Linked DNA regions of Danio rerio: region 2 is linked to region 1. The links are chromatin contacts, called in public HiChIP or PLAC-seq maps. All regions are on one chromosome and are shown on one strand. The core of a region is the stretch at or near the end of the contact, and the rest is flanking DNA. Distances in the headings are between cores, read along the strand shown.

Region 1 (2,813 bases), core at 128-2,627:
TTAAACAATTTTTAAGTCCTTCTGCTCACCTCACGCCTGCCATATCACAACATGACAGAGAAAATAAATATTTACATTGGGATCAACGTGAATTTCTCGTAATAAATTTTTGCATTTTTACATTTCGTTAAAATATATTCAGAAAGTGCTCAGAGGGTGCGATTTATGGAGGTGGTTTGGAAAGATGAACAACCTCTTTAATTAAGGCATAAACTCCCCAAAATAAAGTTGGGGGTCTTAAATATACATTATTTCAATGCATAACCTTTAATGCATTACATAGCGTTTAAACAACAGCGTGTCGAAGTTAAATTACAAATGTACACGCTCAAAAATCGCTTCTACAATGGTAACCGTAGCAACAGCTGCTCGAACGATGTTTGAATCAACAAAACACTGTAAAGTCGATATCAATTTATCATAATAAGCACATCACACAGTCTAAATTACTAAAATATTTTTTCTTTACTTAAATTGTCTCGAAGACTTTTAACTTCGCCAGGGCTGACAAAAGCTTAAGAAGATAAATTAATTTCACGAAACAATTTATTTAAAAAAAAATAACTTGAAAAGTTAAACTCACTAAAATCACTGAACAATTTGCACATTGCACGCCTAATTATCCAACAAATCTGCAATAAGGATGCGGTTATTGTTTACCACGCACGACGTCCAACTTTTACACCACAGCCAACTCGTTCGTTAGTTGTTTACGCTTTTTATGAAACGTCTGAACGCGAAATAGTATTTAGATATTTCTCATAAGACGTCAAAACATTTGAAAGACTGCGTGTTTTAAGTCGAAGTACTCGTATTTCAGTCCAATTGGGTCAGAGCTGCATAATTGATCTCTTCAGTTAAAAACTCCAGTAACGTTAATCCTCGATTCCCTCAGGTAGGGAATAAATCTGATGATGCCTGCGGCATGACCGCAGATTAAAGAAGAGCAGTCCCGCAAACCTCCAGAAACTCTCAGTCCAGTTCAGCAGAATTACAAAACGATTTTTAGGAAAGGTTGGTTCGATTTTTCGCCCGTATTTTTATTTTAGCATTTGTTTGAGCGTGTTAACATCGCAGTTTCTCCGCATTCTCATGACGTGCGTCTCTGTGTGAGTTTAGTCGACGGCGAGCGGTCCTGCTGTGAACAAGGGCATGTAAATATTTACGTCGTCCGTCACTGTTTTCCTCCGCGCACAAGTCATCCGAGTATTTCCTTTCACGCAGCTCAGAGAAATGCCTCTGTTGGCTGATGAAATGTGCGGTGTCGGATTAATTCTCGCTTTGATGTGACCCCTCTCTCCCTCCAGGTGTGTCCCGTCTGAGGGCAGGGTGTGTTCAGAGAAGCGCGGCTGCTCGGGCTCTCATCATCAGTCGGATGGAGCGGAGAGGCGCTGGGTCTCGACACAGGCTGTGCGGGAGGGGTGGAGCGGTCTGCAACATCCTCCACTTGTGTTTCAGTCTACAGGCGAGAATGCACCACTGCCAGGATACACCTAACCAAGTGGAGCAGACTGGGACTTATCCAGTTCTGCACTTCATGTGGTATTTCAACGCTTTTAAGCCCATTAAAGATACAAGCATTCGGACAATCCCATATCCAATATACGCGGGGTCACAGACTATACTTAAGTGATTTTTTAATCGTCCACTACGATAATAGTTGGCATTTCTTTGCTGACATCTGGTGTTTAACACATGGCATGTCATCTGCTGCACTTTCTCAAAGATGGAAAATTTGGTGTTGAAAAAAAGTTAGAAAACACTTAAAGGGACAGTTTGCCAAATAATAGAGTTAGTTAATTATTAAATCCAAGAGGTAGTGATTTTTATTCTACAGTAAGCATCAAAAAATAATTTTCGTGACTTATTAAATGTAATGCTAACTGCAATGTAAGTTGTAAGTTTCAGAAGAAAAAAAAATACACACACACATACAAAAAAAAAAAAATATATATATATATATATATATATATATATATATATATATATATATATATATAGTCATTTTATGAAACATTAATAAATAAATATAATGTGACAAGAAGTTTGCACTCCAAATTGTCATAAACATGCTCAGGTGGTTGCTGAAGCTTTGGATTTAAAATAATGTTCAGTTTTTTTAGACAGACCAAAATAATATTAATAATAATAATAATAATAAAAACTTAATGTATTGTCTGGAGCCGCAAGGGCTAGTAGCTGTTGAAACTAAATTTTACCCAAGAATAACAAGAGAAATAACATTTAAAAACTGAATTTTAATTTACTTAAAACTATGTGGAATAAAACTGAAAAAATATGAAAATGTGTAACTGAATTGTCATCATTACTTTATAGACCTGTTTTTGATTTGTTTTCTTGCTAAAGCTGCCATTTTGAAATCACATTAATAAAGAAACAGGAATCTGGAAATGTCATTTTATTTATGCTTTTACAAACATATTTACAGTGAACAGTAAAGCAGTTCATCATCCAACAGTTTAATCAAAATCCATGATGAAAAGTTGGTGTGAAGGTGATCTCTAATACGGTTTCGTCCCACTTGGCTTTCTTAGTCAAACCACATTTCACTGGCTGACTTTGGGATAGCCTTAGTGTAATCTTTGCAGCAAGCCTTTAATTAGTCTAATTAGGTATTTGGAGAAAACATTCAATGTATATACACTGACATCTTTCTCCAGAATATAAGGAATTAACTAAATGGGGGTTTGAACTTAGGGATAAATTGCAATATGCTTAATTAACGCTAATAAGCTTATTCAGTTGTTCAACACAGCCGTCCCAATAAATAGAAAACAACAAATCATATTCAA
Region 2 (2,813 bases), core at 169-2,668, 68 kb before region 1:
TGTTAAGTGTCACAATTATACCCGTTTAAAAAAGTAATCAGAAGTGAATGAGTGGGATTTTTTATGAATTTTAATATTTTCTATTTCCAAGCATTTTTACTAGATAACTAAAACCCTTTTAGAAAGTCCAGTTGTAGGTAAACGTCTGCTTTTTTGAAACCGAAGAAGGTTTCTAGCTGATTTAAAGCATTCATTTACTCCTTTACTCATCACAAACTTGTTGAGTTTTTTTTTTTCGTCTGTTGAATAAAAAAGAAGATATTTAGAAAAATGTATTCATTGACATCCACATTCTCTGTTTTTCCTTCTATTGAAGGTAGTTTTTTTAAATAATTTTCAAAGTAAATGATTTTGTGTTGAAAAAGGGAGGCTCAAAAAGATTTGAAACCACTTGAGGGTGAGTAATTTGTGAGAGAAAGATTACATTTAGTCCTGTAAAAAATGCTGGGTTCCACACAATCAATTTGTGTTGGCACAACATGAAGAACTAAAGTTAATTTATTAGTTTTTACAAATTTAGGTGGGTTTAACATAAAAAATTAGGTTGTCCCCCCAAAAAAAACTCAAGAATTGTGCTGTTCCAACTCATTTTAAATAAGTAGTTTTAACAAGCAACATTTTTGAGTGAGGGTTGAACTATTCCTTTCATATGGTCATAAGTTTGATTTTTCTAGCAAGTCTACGTGAATGGCCTTACTTGTTCTCCAGGATCCACTTTATGACAGCAGTAACTTCAGGGATGTCTTCTGCATTCAAGTGTATTTCCTCAAACTGATCTGGGAAACTTCTATTCAGGTCGATGTTTTTAGCATTATGCCGACCCTCATCTTTGCCCACACAATCCCCCTCCACGGACCTTTCAAAGCCGTCAGGATTCATACTCGGCAGGATGTAAATATCGGTGGTGTTGACGAGCTCCGTGACCCGCTGATCCTCCCCGTACTTCTCCAGTAGGTCCTCCAGCAGGTAAACCAACACCTGTCGGGACACGGTCTCGTCTCCGTGCATGTTGCCCACATACTTGAATTTGGGTTTTCCTGCTCCATCAGCAGCACTGATGTCTTTGGTGACTCTCATCACCCACAGCTCTCTGCCTTCAACGGACCTGCCGATGCTGGTCAGATTGGCGATGCTGGGGTGTTTAACGGCGAGACTTTTGAGAAGCTCGGTAAGTTCGTCGTAATTGTAGTATTTGTTGTAAGTCTCTGTCTTCAGCTCGCCTGCGGAAACTGAGTTGATGGGGCTGATATAAACAACGAGCAGAGATAAAAGCAGCAGCGGGCATTTATTCGCTGAACACAGGTCTCTTGCCCTCTGTCCCGACATGTTTCCGAAGGCACCTTGGCGTCCTCATGAAATCCCAAAATCTGTCCGGCTGGGTCGGGTTCTTTCTTTAGCCTGACGTCGGGGGTATTTTTAGTAAGAACTTCCTGCTAACGCTTTAACAAAGGGTGGAGTTTCAATGACAGCCAAAGTAGTTTCAAAATAAAAGTCGCGACTACTTCATCTCTTTATCCATCTTTTAATATCTACGTCACAATATTTTTTCATTTTTTTAAACAATTAATATTGGTTCGTAAAGCGTTTTAATGTATCAGTTGAAAAGTATTGCAATTTTCTAGTCATTTTAGATCTCGTTAATGTAGTACCATTTTAGGTATAAAAAACTTTAATTATCTATATAAGTTACTTGTTTTATTAGTATTAAGAATCAACATATTTTTCTTACACTTTTTCGCATATATCCATAAACCTTTTGATGATAATCATATTTCCCAAGTGGCAATCGTTTTCATTTTTAATTATTATTTTACTAATATGACTTTTGCTTTTTTTGTGTGTGTGTGTGTGATATCTTATGAGTAACACATGTTGCTTTGTTGGAAACATTTGAAATGATAGATACAATAACAGAACATTTTTATTATTTAATATTTTAGTGTTTTATTATAAACCCTTATAATATTGCAGAATCCAGGCTGAGGCTTTTGTCCTGGGATAAACTAGATTTCAATTGAAGTAAATGTTTGACAACATTGAAATTACCATAGAATTAACATGAAATCTACATATACATATGTAATTGTTGCTTTAATGTTACTATAGCTGTAGATCAGAATATTTTGTAATTATTGAAGTTGTGATTTAAAATAAATTGGTTAATTTGAAGCCTGTCTGTACATTAAATCATCTTAAGATCTGCTGAATTGGGCTTCAGTCAGATTAATATCATAACAGAGCCCTGAACCTTAAACTCATTGATATCCTTCACTAAAAATGAAGATGCAATTCTCAGTGAGCTTAAACTATTTATAAAAAAATACACCATTTATAAAATGTACAAAAAAAAAAAAAAAAACTAATTTATACCGTTGAAACCAGATTAAACCCCCTTTGAATGTTTCTGTCTTTTTAAAATATTTCCCAAATGATATTTAACAGAGAAAGGAATTTTTCACAGTATGCCTGATAGTATTTTTTCTGCTGGATGAAGTTTTGTTTTATTTTGGCTAAAATAAAAGCAGTTTTAAATTTTCTAAAAATCATTTTAAGGTCAATGCCCCTTTAAGCTATATATATATATATATATATATATATATATATATATATATATATATATATATATATTTATATATATATATAGATAGTCTACAGAACAAACCATCGTTACACAATAACTTACCTAATTACTCTAAGCCGCCTAGTTAACCTAATTAACCTAGTAAGGCCTTTAAATCTCTCTTTAAGCTGTATGAAAGTGTCTTGAAAAATATCTAGCAAAACATTGTGTACTGTCATCATGGAAAAGATAA

The links. HiChIP or PLAC-seq counts read pairs in DNA pulled down with a chosen protein or histone mark.
Region 2: a contact with region 1 is called in an H3K4me3 HiChIP or PLAC-seq map of embryo, with 2.7 times the contacts expected there. The contact joins the promoter of cpda here to the promoter of lrrc75a in region 1. A contact is called at or near these places in 1 of 18 Hi-C or Micro-C datasets (caudal fin) and 1 of 4 datasets of contacts at active chromatin or transcription factors (embryo).

What each region holds. Positions count from the first base shown.
Region 1 is chr15:27,168,458-27,171,270 of GRCz12tu, reverse strand. It overlaps lrrc75a (leucine rich repeat containing 75A), which reads right to left and starts at 1,377. Exons shown (of 4, transcript XM_021474345.3): 1 at 1-1,377. The region is part of intron 4 of si:ch211-108p6.4; the gene reads right to left. It overlaps poldip2 (polymerase (DNA-directed), delta interacting protein 2), which reads right to left. Exons shown (of 11, transcript NM_212714.1): 11 at 2,405-2,813.
Region 2 is chr15:27,236,079-27,238,891 of GRCz12tu, reverse strand. It overlaps cpda (carboxypeptidase D, a), which reads right to left and starts at 1,418. Exons shown (of 21, transcript XM_021474349.3): 1 at 698-1,418. The coding sequence starts at 1,326.